Regions from separate parts of the Gasterosteus aculeatus genome. Here region 1 is linked to region 2. Evidence: chromatin contacts called from public Hi-C data. All regions are on one chromosome and are shown on one strand. The core of a region is the stretch at or near the end of the contact, and the rest is flanking DNA. Distances in the headings are between cores, read along the strand shown. Region 1 overlaps LOC120809067 (unconventional myosin-IXAa). Region 2 holds the start of psma4 (proteasome 20S subunit alpha 4).

Region 1 (5,092 bases), core at 1,789-4,288, 71 kb before region 2:
GCAGAGAAACACGAGGCGTGACGTTGTGTTCTCATATGAGAGGAGGAAGAGCTTCGGCCAATCTCTCTCTCTATTTATTGTTGTGAAAGAAGAAGATCTGAGTTGTGACGACAGACCATCCACTGACTACAGACCCTCCACTAACTATAGACCATCCACTCACCACAGACCATCTACTGACTACAAACTGACCACAGACCATCCACTCACTATAGACCATCCACTGACTACAGACCATCCACTAAATACAGACCATCTACTGAATACAGACCATCTACTGAATACAGACCATCTACTAAATACAGACTATCCACTAAATACAGACCATCCACTGACTACAGACTATCCACTGACTATAGACTATCCACTGACTATAGACCATCCACTAACTATAGACCATCCACTAAATACAGACCATCAACTGAATACAGACCATCTACTAAATACAGACTATCCACAAAATACAGACCATCCACTGACTACAGACTATCCACTGACTACAGACCATGCACTGTCTACAGATCATCTACTGACCACAGACCATCCACTGACTACAGACCATTCACTAAATACAGACCATCTACTGAATACAGACCATCTACTGAATACAGATCATCTACTAAATACAGACTCTCCACTGACTACAGACCATCCACTCACTATAGACCATCCACTGACTACAGACCATCCACTAAATACAGACCATCTACTGAATACAGACCATCTACTGAATACAGACCATCTACTAAATACAGACTATCCACTAAATACAGACCATCCACTGACTACAGACTATCCACTGACTATAGACTATCCACTGACTATAGACCATCCACTAACTATAGACCATCCACTAAATACAGACCATCAACTGAATACAGACCATCTACTAAATACAGACTATCCACAAAATACAGACCATCCACTGACTACAGACTATCCACTGACTACAGACCATGCACTGTCTACAGATCATCTACTGACCACAGACCATCCACTGACTACAGACCATTCACTAAATACAGACCATCTACTGAATACAGACCATCTACTGAATACAGATCATCTACTAAATACAGACTCTCCACTGACTACAGACCATCCACTGACTACAGACCATCCACTGACTACAGACCATCCACTGATCGTCTACTGACTACAGAACATCACTGACTACAGACCGGCCGTGGTGACGGTCCGTCTGAGTGAGGTGAACAAACGGCGGACTGCAGCCGACTAGTCAAACAGCAGTGGACAGAAGGGCAAAGATGAGGGTTAGCGGTGTTAGAGGCTCCTCCCCTTGCCTTCGAGGACGCCGCCCCCTGAGAGGTAGGCTGCAGCGACGGAAGGAGGGCGCCCCGAGTAGACAGGAAACAGTCGATCGCTCGGAGGTTGGGGGACCCGCGGAGATCCAATGCTTTACCATGTCGGGGTCGCTGTGACAGTCGGCCTCGGGGTGGGCGTTTAGGGAAGGGGGGGAGGGGGGCAGGGTACGGGAGTGGACGGGGATGTAGTATTCGTCATCGTCGTCCGACTGGGTCGCCCCCTCGGAGTTACAGCGGGTGAGGAAGTCGGAGCGCGTCCGGGACATTCGCGCTTTCTTTTTAGGGCCGGGGCGGCCCACCTGCTTCCAGGCAACCACAGGAACATCAGGTCAGCCGCTGATGTGTGTGTGTGTGTGTGTGTAAGACTTGATGCGTACAAGAGTCCTAATACGCCTGTTACGTGGTACATTTTAGCATAAATTACAAAAAGTACTAAGATTCTCAATTATAATGCAATACATAATCACACTTCATACATTGTGATTTTCTTGAAAATGCACACAATGTTCTTATCGAATCCAACGTGTGTTTGTGTGCGTATGTGTGTGTTTGCCCGACCTCTCTGCTTCTGGATCCTGATTTAGAGTCGTCCCTGAACATGGCCAAAGATCTTTCCTGGTTCACCAGATCCTTATCCGACCTAGCGCACAAATAAACAGACATCGGAAGTTTGAAAAAGTACTAAAATGTTTAGTACTTTTACTGGCAGAACACAAAAATACTTTTGCAGGAGGAGTTTGCACGATTGCCCAAACATTTCTCTTTTTCAAAATAAGCATAAAGCAATGCTGCTCTATTCAGGGGGCAATAAATATTTACAATATTTCACATTCATATAAATATGAGGCTCTTTTTCTGGATTTCAAAACAAATAATTACCTCTATAACCTCTTTGTTGAGAACCTCCGAGAGGTTCTAAAAGTAGATTTAACTGCCAGAGCTTCAGTCACTCAAAGGGTCCACTTACTTGGAGAAGGGCAGCTTGCGCCTGGGGGGGGAGAACACGGTGTTGGGGGGTTTCTCCACCATGTTCACGATGACAGTTTGGGCTGAGCTCTTCCTCGTAGCCTTCGGGGGTTTCGTGTCCAGGACCGGACTGGGAGCCTCCTGCTGGGGCCGGACCGCCTTCCTCTCCCGCTGGCCGGGGGGGACAGCGGGGACGTCGTCCTTTGGCCCCGGCACGATCTGGATGTCCACCTCCGAGGAGCACAGCCCCGATTCCAGACTCGGGTCGCTGGCAGTTGGAGGCGGATCCGTCCCGGGTGCATCGCCCTCCGCCTGGGTGGCGGTCCCAGGAGGCTGTTCCACCTCCGGCACCACCTCCGAGGCCTCGCCCCGGGTCGCTTGGGAACCGGTTGACGATGCTCCCCCTTCTAGGGTTAGGGCCGCCAGCGGCTCCTCCCTCTCCTCCACGGGGCTCTCCTTCTGCATGGAGATCAACACCACTACGGGCCTCCGGGTCGTGGACTCTCGCCTCTCCCTGTGGGGTTTTGCCGTTGGTTGGTGTGCCGGACTTTGGTCCGAGGCGATGTAGAACGTGGCCCGGGGCTCCGTCGCCGGCCTCTCAGTAGAGCTCAGCTGGACGCCCGGCGCCCGGGGTCGTTCTCGGGGGTCGGTCGGCTTGGAACCGAAACCTCCCGAGCCGTCGGCCTCCATGTCTTCCACATCCAGCAGTTCAAGACTGCCGCGACTCGCTGGGGACCCCCAGGGCGAGTGTCCGTGGGGGTCTCCCAGCTGACAGGAGTCGCCGCCCGGGGCCGAGTCTTCTTGGACGCTTGTGGTCCGGACCTTGAGAAGCTCCAGGCTGAACTGGGCCTGCTCCAGCTCTCTCATGCGCCTGCTCGCTCGCTTCGACCGGTTCCTGTGGCTCGGCTCGTCGGTGCTCCGGCTTCGCTCAGAGTCTTCTTCTCTTTCCGTCTCCCCCGAATCTAACGCAGCGGACGCAGAGTCCTCGGGGGCGTCCACAGAGACGTCCTGGGCATCAGCCTCCTGTCCTGATGAGGCGAGGTCCTCCACGTCTCCTGTGTCAGTCTCTGCTGGTGGACTTAGTCTTCTGCACTGCTCCTTCACCTCCCTGAACCTGAAAGAAATATACATATATATGATGATATTTAAGAGTGAACCAAGAAGGAATGAAAATCAAAAATCGATGAGCTGAACAGAATTGAGATGTGACTTCATCGACCGAAGGTGTTGTGAGATGACTTTGGCTCACCTGAGCCGAGCCATGTGCCCCCTGGCCATGGCCTGCAGCCGCGTCACGGCTCCGCACGTCCGGGAGTAGCGGCTCCTCTCCCTGAAGCCCCTCCACGCCGCCTGCACCGTGACAGCCGCCTCACACCTGCGTCGGCAGCGCCTCCTCCAGCTCCGCTGCAGGACCACGGCGGAGTCCCGCCGCTCCAGGAACCTCCTGCGCTCCCTGTAGCTCCTCCAGGCCGCCTGCAGGCACACCGCCGCCTCCTCCTCATCCGCCGAGTCCACGGAGGACTGCCTGAGGAGGCGGACCCGCCACCACCGCTGCAGGAGGACGGAATGTTTTCATCCTTCTTTCTGACCCGTTGAAACATCTGATTTCCTGCGTTGTCTTGAAAGCTACTTCAGGTATCGGTAAGTAAAGTGAAATTGTGGAATTGCCTCACCTGGATGACGAAGGTAGCTCGCCTCACGTCCACGAAGCGCTTCCTCTCCAGCACGGCCCTGAAGCGGCGCTGCAGCGTGACGATGCGGCGCAGGACCTCCTGGTGGAGGAGGGCCTGTAGACGCTGGCGCTCCGCCTCCCGCAGGAACACCTGCGACACACGGGGAACACTGGAGATGAGACGCGGCGCGCTCCACCAGAACACCGGCACAGGGAGAGCGGACGGCGTTCCAGGCGGCGTACCATGGTGTTGCCCACTTGGTAGCCGGCGGGCGGCAGGTGGATCCGCCTGAAGAACTCCCTGATGCCCGACTTGGTGGCGCTCGTGTCTCGGGGCAGCAGCACGTGAAAGTGACGCACAAAGTCCTGCAACATGGTGAAGAGAGGATTTTAGGTACAAGGAGCTTGACAAGTTTATTCTATGTGATCTGCTCTTCAATATCAAGTAGAAAGAGATTGTGTGTATGTTCAGAGCTATTTAGCAGTAAATAAAAAGAACAGAAGGATTTCACTCGAAAGACGTAGCTATAAAAACAAGAATATAATAAATCATAAACACACATGAAGATAACAAACGATGCCTTCAAAGAGACTAACAGGAGAGGATTACCTGGAAGGTGTACTTGATGCTGTACCCTGACTGTCGGATCCGGACCGTCTCCAGCATGCCCGTGTACCTGAGCTGCCGCAGCACCAGGCTGTCGCTGAAACGCAGCGGCAGCTGATGGACACAGAGGTGGAAGAGAGAGTAAAACAAACCGAAATCAGCACTGAAAAAGAAAGCTGAAGCAACGCCTCGGCTGCAGCAGAAAAGTCACCTTCTCTGCGTTGGAGCGAATGCATTTGACAAAGTACGGCTCTGACTGGTCGAGGGTCTCCATCAGCTTGTTGAGGGACGCCTGCACACAGGGACACACACCAGGGTCACAGCGTCCTCAGTTATTATACAGGGAAATGCAGCGGATGAAGAGAAAAAAACGACATATGGGTCGAGGTACTGGAGCACTTCCATTGTTCGTGACTTCATACATTTACTCTAATTTAAATATTCCCCTCTATAAAACACTGTTTGTTCACTCAAGTGTGGCTGCAGCGCACTGGTGCGCCAGCAGGGGGCGGCACTGACCTG
Region 2 (5,441 bases), core at 159-2,658:
GCCAATTCCTCAAAATGGTGTGCGATTAAGTCGTAGAAAAGATGTTTTGGGTTCAGCTCAAATGTAGAAATGAAGTCTGTAGTGAGGACAATGTGAGACCTGCGTCAGGGGCCTCTAAAAGATAAATATGGTGAAGGAGTTATAAACTCTGGATGTTCAGAGATCCAGATCCAACAAATCGAAAAACGCTGCACAGTCCTCATCGCTGAATAAACAGTGCAGCCTTGTTTATTGAGACGACGCAGCTGTAACTCTGTACTTCACTGCGCCAATCCTCTGAGACAACAATGTGAGGATGTGGTTATTCTTGATAATCTCAAGGTAAGCTGCCAGGCTGTGGCAACATTTTTATATATGTATTATATATATATTTATAATTTATGGAGAAAAGCTCAAACTAGTTTTTTTTCAGTAAGGCTATCCATTAGTAGACTAATTCTTATCATGTGACTGTGTTAAGTATTCATGTGAATTGTTAAAATGTCTATTGTGAGGAAATGTGTTATGTAAAGAGAAACTCAGGTGACTACCTGGCTGACAGAAGAGATGACTGTTCATGTGTCATCAATTAGAACCATATAACCAGAGAGGTCAGAGGTCAAGCATCAGCTACAGCACCGCCCCCTTACAGACAAACTCCTGACTCAGCAGCTTTAAGGGCTTTCACGCTGAAGATGGTCACTGAAAGATAGTGACCATAAAGTAGAGTGATACAGAGTGATAAAGTAATCCCCAGACAGAACTAAATCATTTCGTGTAGTTATGTTTTAAATGGGTCTCAGATTTACCACACAGTCAAGCTGAGGGGGCCCCCCAGCGGTGAACGGATGTATTACACAAATACTCTCAAGTGATGTGAAGAAAATAAAGGGCAATGTAAGATGTAAGGATCATAACTTACATCTATTTGAACCAGGAATTGAGTTATGAATTGTATAACCCATTTAGTTTAGCAAGAATTTATTGAATTTGAATGCAAACTACAAAATATAAAAACATCCTGTCCCGTATTTACCACAATGCAACACATGACACTTTATCCCTCTATTTGCGCTATCAAACAAACACACACATTTTATATTAATTTTATTGATATCTTTAAACTTCAGTAACGGTTGTATTCCTTTTATTGTTTTTTTGCATTTTTATCTTTAATAATGTTTCACTGATTTTATATCTTTTGTGTATCTTCATCTTGTACATTGTTTATGTTGTTTGCTGCTACTGGCTGATTTAGGGCTACCAAACGGAATTTTGTTGTATAACAATGACAACAAAAAACCTTTAACCGTTAAAAATATCTAGAATTACATCTTTAACAAACGGAAAACTATGAAATCTCGTCACTTGGTTTGTTCTCTTGAACATGTATTTACAATTGTTCCTGAATGAATTAATTGAATTGCGCGGCTTTATGGCGTCATCACAACTTCTGTGATGTCATATAAACGCGCCCCACAGAAAGCTCTTTAAGCGGTAAGCATTTATATTTTCACAAATTGATACGAAAAAAAAATGATATCAAAACACTATTGCAATTAATCTCTTTTAAGTGTCAAAGCAATTCTGTTGATTTGTCCCCATTCGTGTTAACAGTCAACGTTAAGCGAAAAATGAGCCATTTTTAGGACTGTAAATGTTAGTTATTAGTGTTAGTATTAGCGTAAACTTGAACAATTTGAAATATTATGGAAATGAAAAACTATAACACTTGTTTCCTGGTAGTCGTTAAACACTACTGACGTTAGCGACTTTTAGTTTGGTCTCTTTCGCTTCCACAACAAGCCGTAGATGACCAAGCACATCTGTAAATGTTGTTCACTGAAAGCTAGCTGCTTAGCTGTTAGCTCCACTAATGTTCACTGCCTTCGTTCACACCGTCACAACCGTTGTTTTGTTTTCACAGTGAAACATCTACAAACATGGTGAGTTAACTGTACTCTGTATGATGATGGTTATTGTTCAATGATGCTCCGATTCTTCCTCCCTTTAATGTTGGGATGCTTTTCCTTGGGAGGATTAAAAAAAACATCTCGAGGATTTAAACTCTGAAACAAACTAAATCGATTGAATTTCACGGTTATCAGATATCAATTCTAATTCTTCTAGTTACTAAAATACATTTCATACTGGTGGTCCTAAGGAGTCATTTCGTCATCAAGCAGGTTTAATTGAATTCTATTCTGCTCGCCAAAGCCCCACAGAACTGTTTGCAGTTACAGCCGTGTGTTATAATTGAGCACATAAGATGTTTATAAAAGAAAACATAGTCCCTTGTCCCTGAAGTGGTCCCAACAAAATAATATCTAATAATCAAGTACATTTTGTTCCAATTAGCTGTCATGTGTTTTCTGTTTCCTTTCAGTCTCGTCGATATGATTCTAGAACCACCATCTTCTCGCCGGAGGGTAAGAGCTCTTGACTAAAGCGACCGATGGACCGCTGCAAGTTACAAGTCCTCGACGCGCTCACATCCGTCTTAGTTGAAGCCCGGAGCGAACGCCCCTGGTTTATTTCTATCTCTCGCCCCTTCCTGTTCTGTGGTTGCATCCTGGTGTTGACGACGCTGTGTGGGATTGCCAGGGCGTCTGTATCAGGTCGAGTACGCCATGGAGGCCATCGGCCACGCCGGCACCTGCCTGGGGATTTTAGCCAATGACGGAGTGCTGCTGGCGGCCGAGAGGAGGAACATTCACAAGCTGCTGGACGAAGTGTTTTTCTCAGAGAAAATCTACAAGCTGAACGAGTGAGTTGATTTTTATGAAGTAAAAGGTGTTCTGTGCGGACGTTTTTTTTCAGTTTATAGATCTGATTCGTCAACAGCTTTCATTAATTAGCTTGTGATCGTTCTAATCATATGATCAAATTCCCATCAGAAAAAAAACGAGCAATCTCTTCGCAATGGTCTCACGTTTCCTTGCAGAGACATTGCGTGCAGTGTGGCGGGAATCACATCAGACGCCAACGTATTGATCAACGAGCTGAGGCTTATCGCACAGAGGTAAGCTCCAGTCGGGCACGCGGTCGCTGCCGTGGGACAAAATACAAATCTGGATGGACTTGCGATGGTCTGTGTTGCTGCTGCAGGTACCTGCTGCAGTACCAGGAGCCGATGCCCTGCGAGCAGCTGGTCACGGTGTTGTGCGACATCAAACAGGCCTACACGCAGTTTGGAGGTACAGAGCAACAGACCAGTGGTTCATCCAGATGAAACCAGCTGTTGGGTTGATCTATGCAATCTTTTGTCAGTTTGAGTTTCTGGCTTTTTGGCAGGAGAAGCGATCGCTCCAAAATCTCCTTGTACTTTATTTGTAAAAGCCGTAGCTGCTGGTCCTGAGAGACATTTTATCGCTGGAGTCCAATTTCCTCCTTTGCTACGATGAGTGGGGAGTGCAAAGTTAGCATCGGCTGTAATTGTTACAATATGACCCAGGATGACAAAAGAGTAATTTTCCTTACAGCATTTTGCTCTTTAGAATACTTTGCTTTATTTTTCCAAACGGGTCGAGTTGCAAAGTTGTCTGTTAGTCAGTTATTGTTATATAATGTAGATCAATCATTCGTTTAGGGGACATTTTTCTTCAGCATCTGGTTTACTCTTTGCATCTCAACAACTACGCAAACTCCAGGGATTGTGTGTGTGTGTGTGTGTGTGTGTGTGTGTGTGTGTGTGTGTGTGTGTGTGTGTGTGTGTGTGTGTGTGTGTGTGTGTGTGTGTTCTCTCTCACAGGAAAGCGTCCCTTTGGGGTCTCGCTGCTGTACATGGGCTGGGACAAACACTACGGCTTCCAGCTCTACCAGAGTGACCCCAGTGGAAACTACGGCGGCTGGAAGGCCACGTGCATCGGAAACAACAGCGCTGTAAGGCTCCGGAGCTCTCGGCGTACTATTCCTTTTCTTGAAATGCAGTCGTGCTGTAAATGATACAAATGTGTGTGGAACAGGAATATTTGGGTTTTAACACCGTGGGGATGAGTACAGAGCAAACAAGGGGATTCTGAAAGTGTTGTTCCTCGCTGTGCCACTGGGGGGCGCCGCTGCTGCGCCGTTCTTTTTACAACACATTGACCGTGAACCGGGCCGGACCCACAACAACTAACACACATGCTGTGGCCTACCTAGTGTGGACTCCAGGGGCCCATAATTGTGCCAGTCCTGATTCATTGCGCCTTTGCTAATCTCAGGGCTGCACACAAAGCATTATGGGTAACGGAGCCTCCTCAGAGCATCAGTGAACCCTTCTGTCCCAGAGCTCTTTAAAGCCCTTAGGGATGACAAAAAGGTGTCCGAGTTGGAACAAATATCCCCCTCAGCACATCTGCAACACAACACTGCAGAGCCAGAAGTGGACGCAGCCGGAGGTATTTGCCCACTGCGAGAAAGAACGGAGGTTTAAATGCAGTCTGCACAAAGGAAAAAGGCACCAACGCAAGTCCTTCCTTCTGCAGCACTAACAAGACGCGTGGTGTAATATTCTTTGTTTAATACTTTGCTTCTGCTCGCCCGCAGGCAGCCGTCTCCATGCTGAAGCAGGACTTCAAGGAGGGAGAGATGACGCTCTCCGCGGCTCTCGCTCTCGCCGTTAAAGTTCTCAATAAGACCATGGACGTCAGCAAGCTGTCTGCAGAGAAAGGTGCCGACCCGAGTGGCTCCAGAGAGCGACACTTTAGCAGCTAAACAGACCGTATTTCCATCGAGAGCAGCTGACTTTCTACAAGCTAAAAGCATGAACGTAGCGGAGTCCTCTCGGCCCTCCTGACTGTACTAAATGTATTAAATACTAGGTGTGTGTGTTTCAGTGGAGATCGCCACTCTGACCCGCGAGAACGGAAAGACCTGCATCAAAGTGCTGAAGCAGAAGGAAGTCGAGGAGCTGATTAAGAAGCACGAAGCCGAAGAGGCCAAAGTCGAGAAGGAGAAGAAAGCGAAAGAGCAGAGAGAGAAGGACAAGTAGCCCCCACCCCCACTCTGTTCTGTTTGTGTGTAAGCTCAAGTGTAAATGTTTGCATCTGTGTAGTTTTTTCAAATAAACCAGCTGATGAATTGTTGACTTTATTAATTCATGTTTTCACTGTGAACAAACTCTGAAAAACATTTGAAATCCATGATAACTCGATACAATATGCTCCTCTGGTAGACAGAGGGGGGGGAAGTACTCAACATTAAGCCGTTTATACGGCGTCCTGGAGGATCTATGGGCTGTAAAAAACATGCAAAAGTCCCAGTCAGCATTTGCTTTCCAACGGTCAGGGCTGATTTAGAAACCGTACACGGCGCGTTTTAAAGCTGACTTCTATCGTATCGTGTGTCCAATCGTTGGTTCCTCTCTAATGCGGAATGAACTGATCCCGTCAGCTTTCAGCAACCATGAATCTGTAAATGACTTCTTCCGTTAATGACACTGATGTAATACGTGGACTTTCAGTGTGACTATGGGATTA

Evidence for each region. A called contact is a pair of places that touch in the nucleus more often than the background predicts.
Region 1: a Hi-C map of tail fin shows a contact between it and region 2, with 5 times the contacts expected there. The contact joins the enhancer-like site here to the promoter of psma4 in region 2. A contact is called at or near these places in 5 of 6 Hi-C or Micro-C datasets (blood and trunk muscle, skeletal muscle, tail fin and 1 more).

The regions. Positions count from the first base shown.
Region 1 is chrX:17,498,942-17,504,033 of fGasAcu3.hap1.1, reverse strand. It overlaps LOC120809067 (unconventional myosin-IXAa), which reads right to left. Exons shown (of 42, transcript XM_078083196.1): 19 at 5,090-5,092; 20 at 4,782-4,862; 21 at 4,574-4,684; 22 at 4,207-4,329; 23 at 3,965-4,114; 24 at 3,541-3,842; 25 at 2,293-3,405; 26 at 1,884-1,965. Among protein-coding and RNA genes, the nearest start is that of LOC144382942, 13 kb to the left of the region's middle. Within about 2 kb of position 3,038, at least 1 of the 9 cell types and tissues checked has open chromatin away from gene starts, as enhancers often do.
Region 2 is chrX:17,426,215-17,431,655 of fGasAcu3.hap1.1, reverse strand. It overlaps psma4 (proteasome 20S subunit alpha 4), which reads left to right and starts at 1,408. Exons shown (of 9, transcript XM_040163742.2): 1 at 1,408-1,476; 2 at 1,907-1,925; 3 at 2,366-2,408; 4 at 2,584-2,746; 5 at 2,924-3,001; 6 at 3,088-3,176; 7 at 3,731-3,861; 8 at 4,510-4,633; 9 at 4,800-5,055. The coding sequence starts at 1,923. The coding sequence ends at 4,954.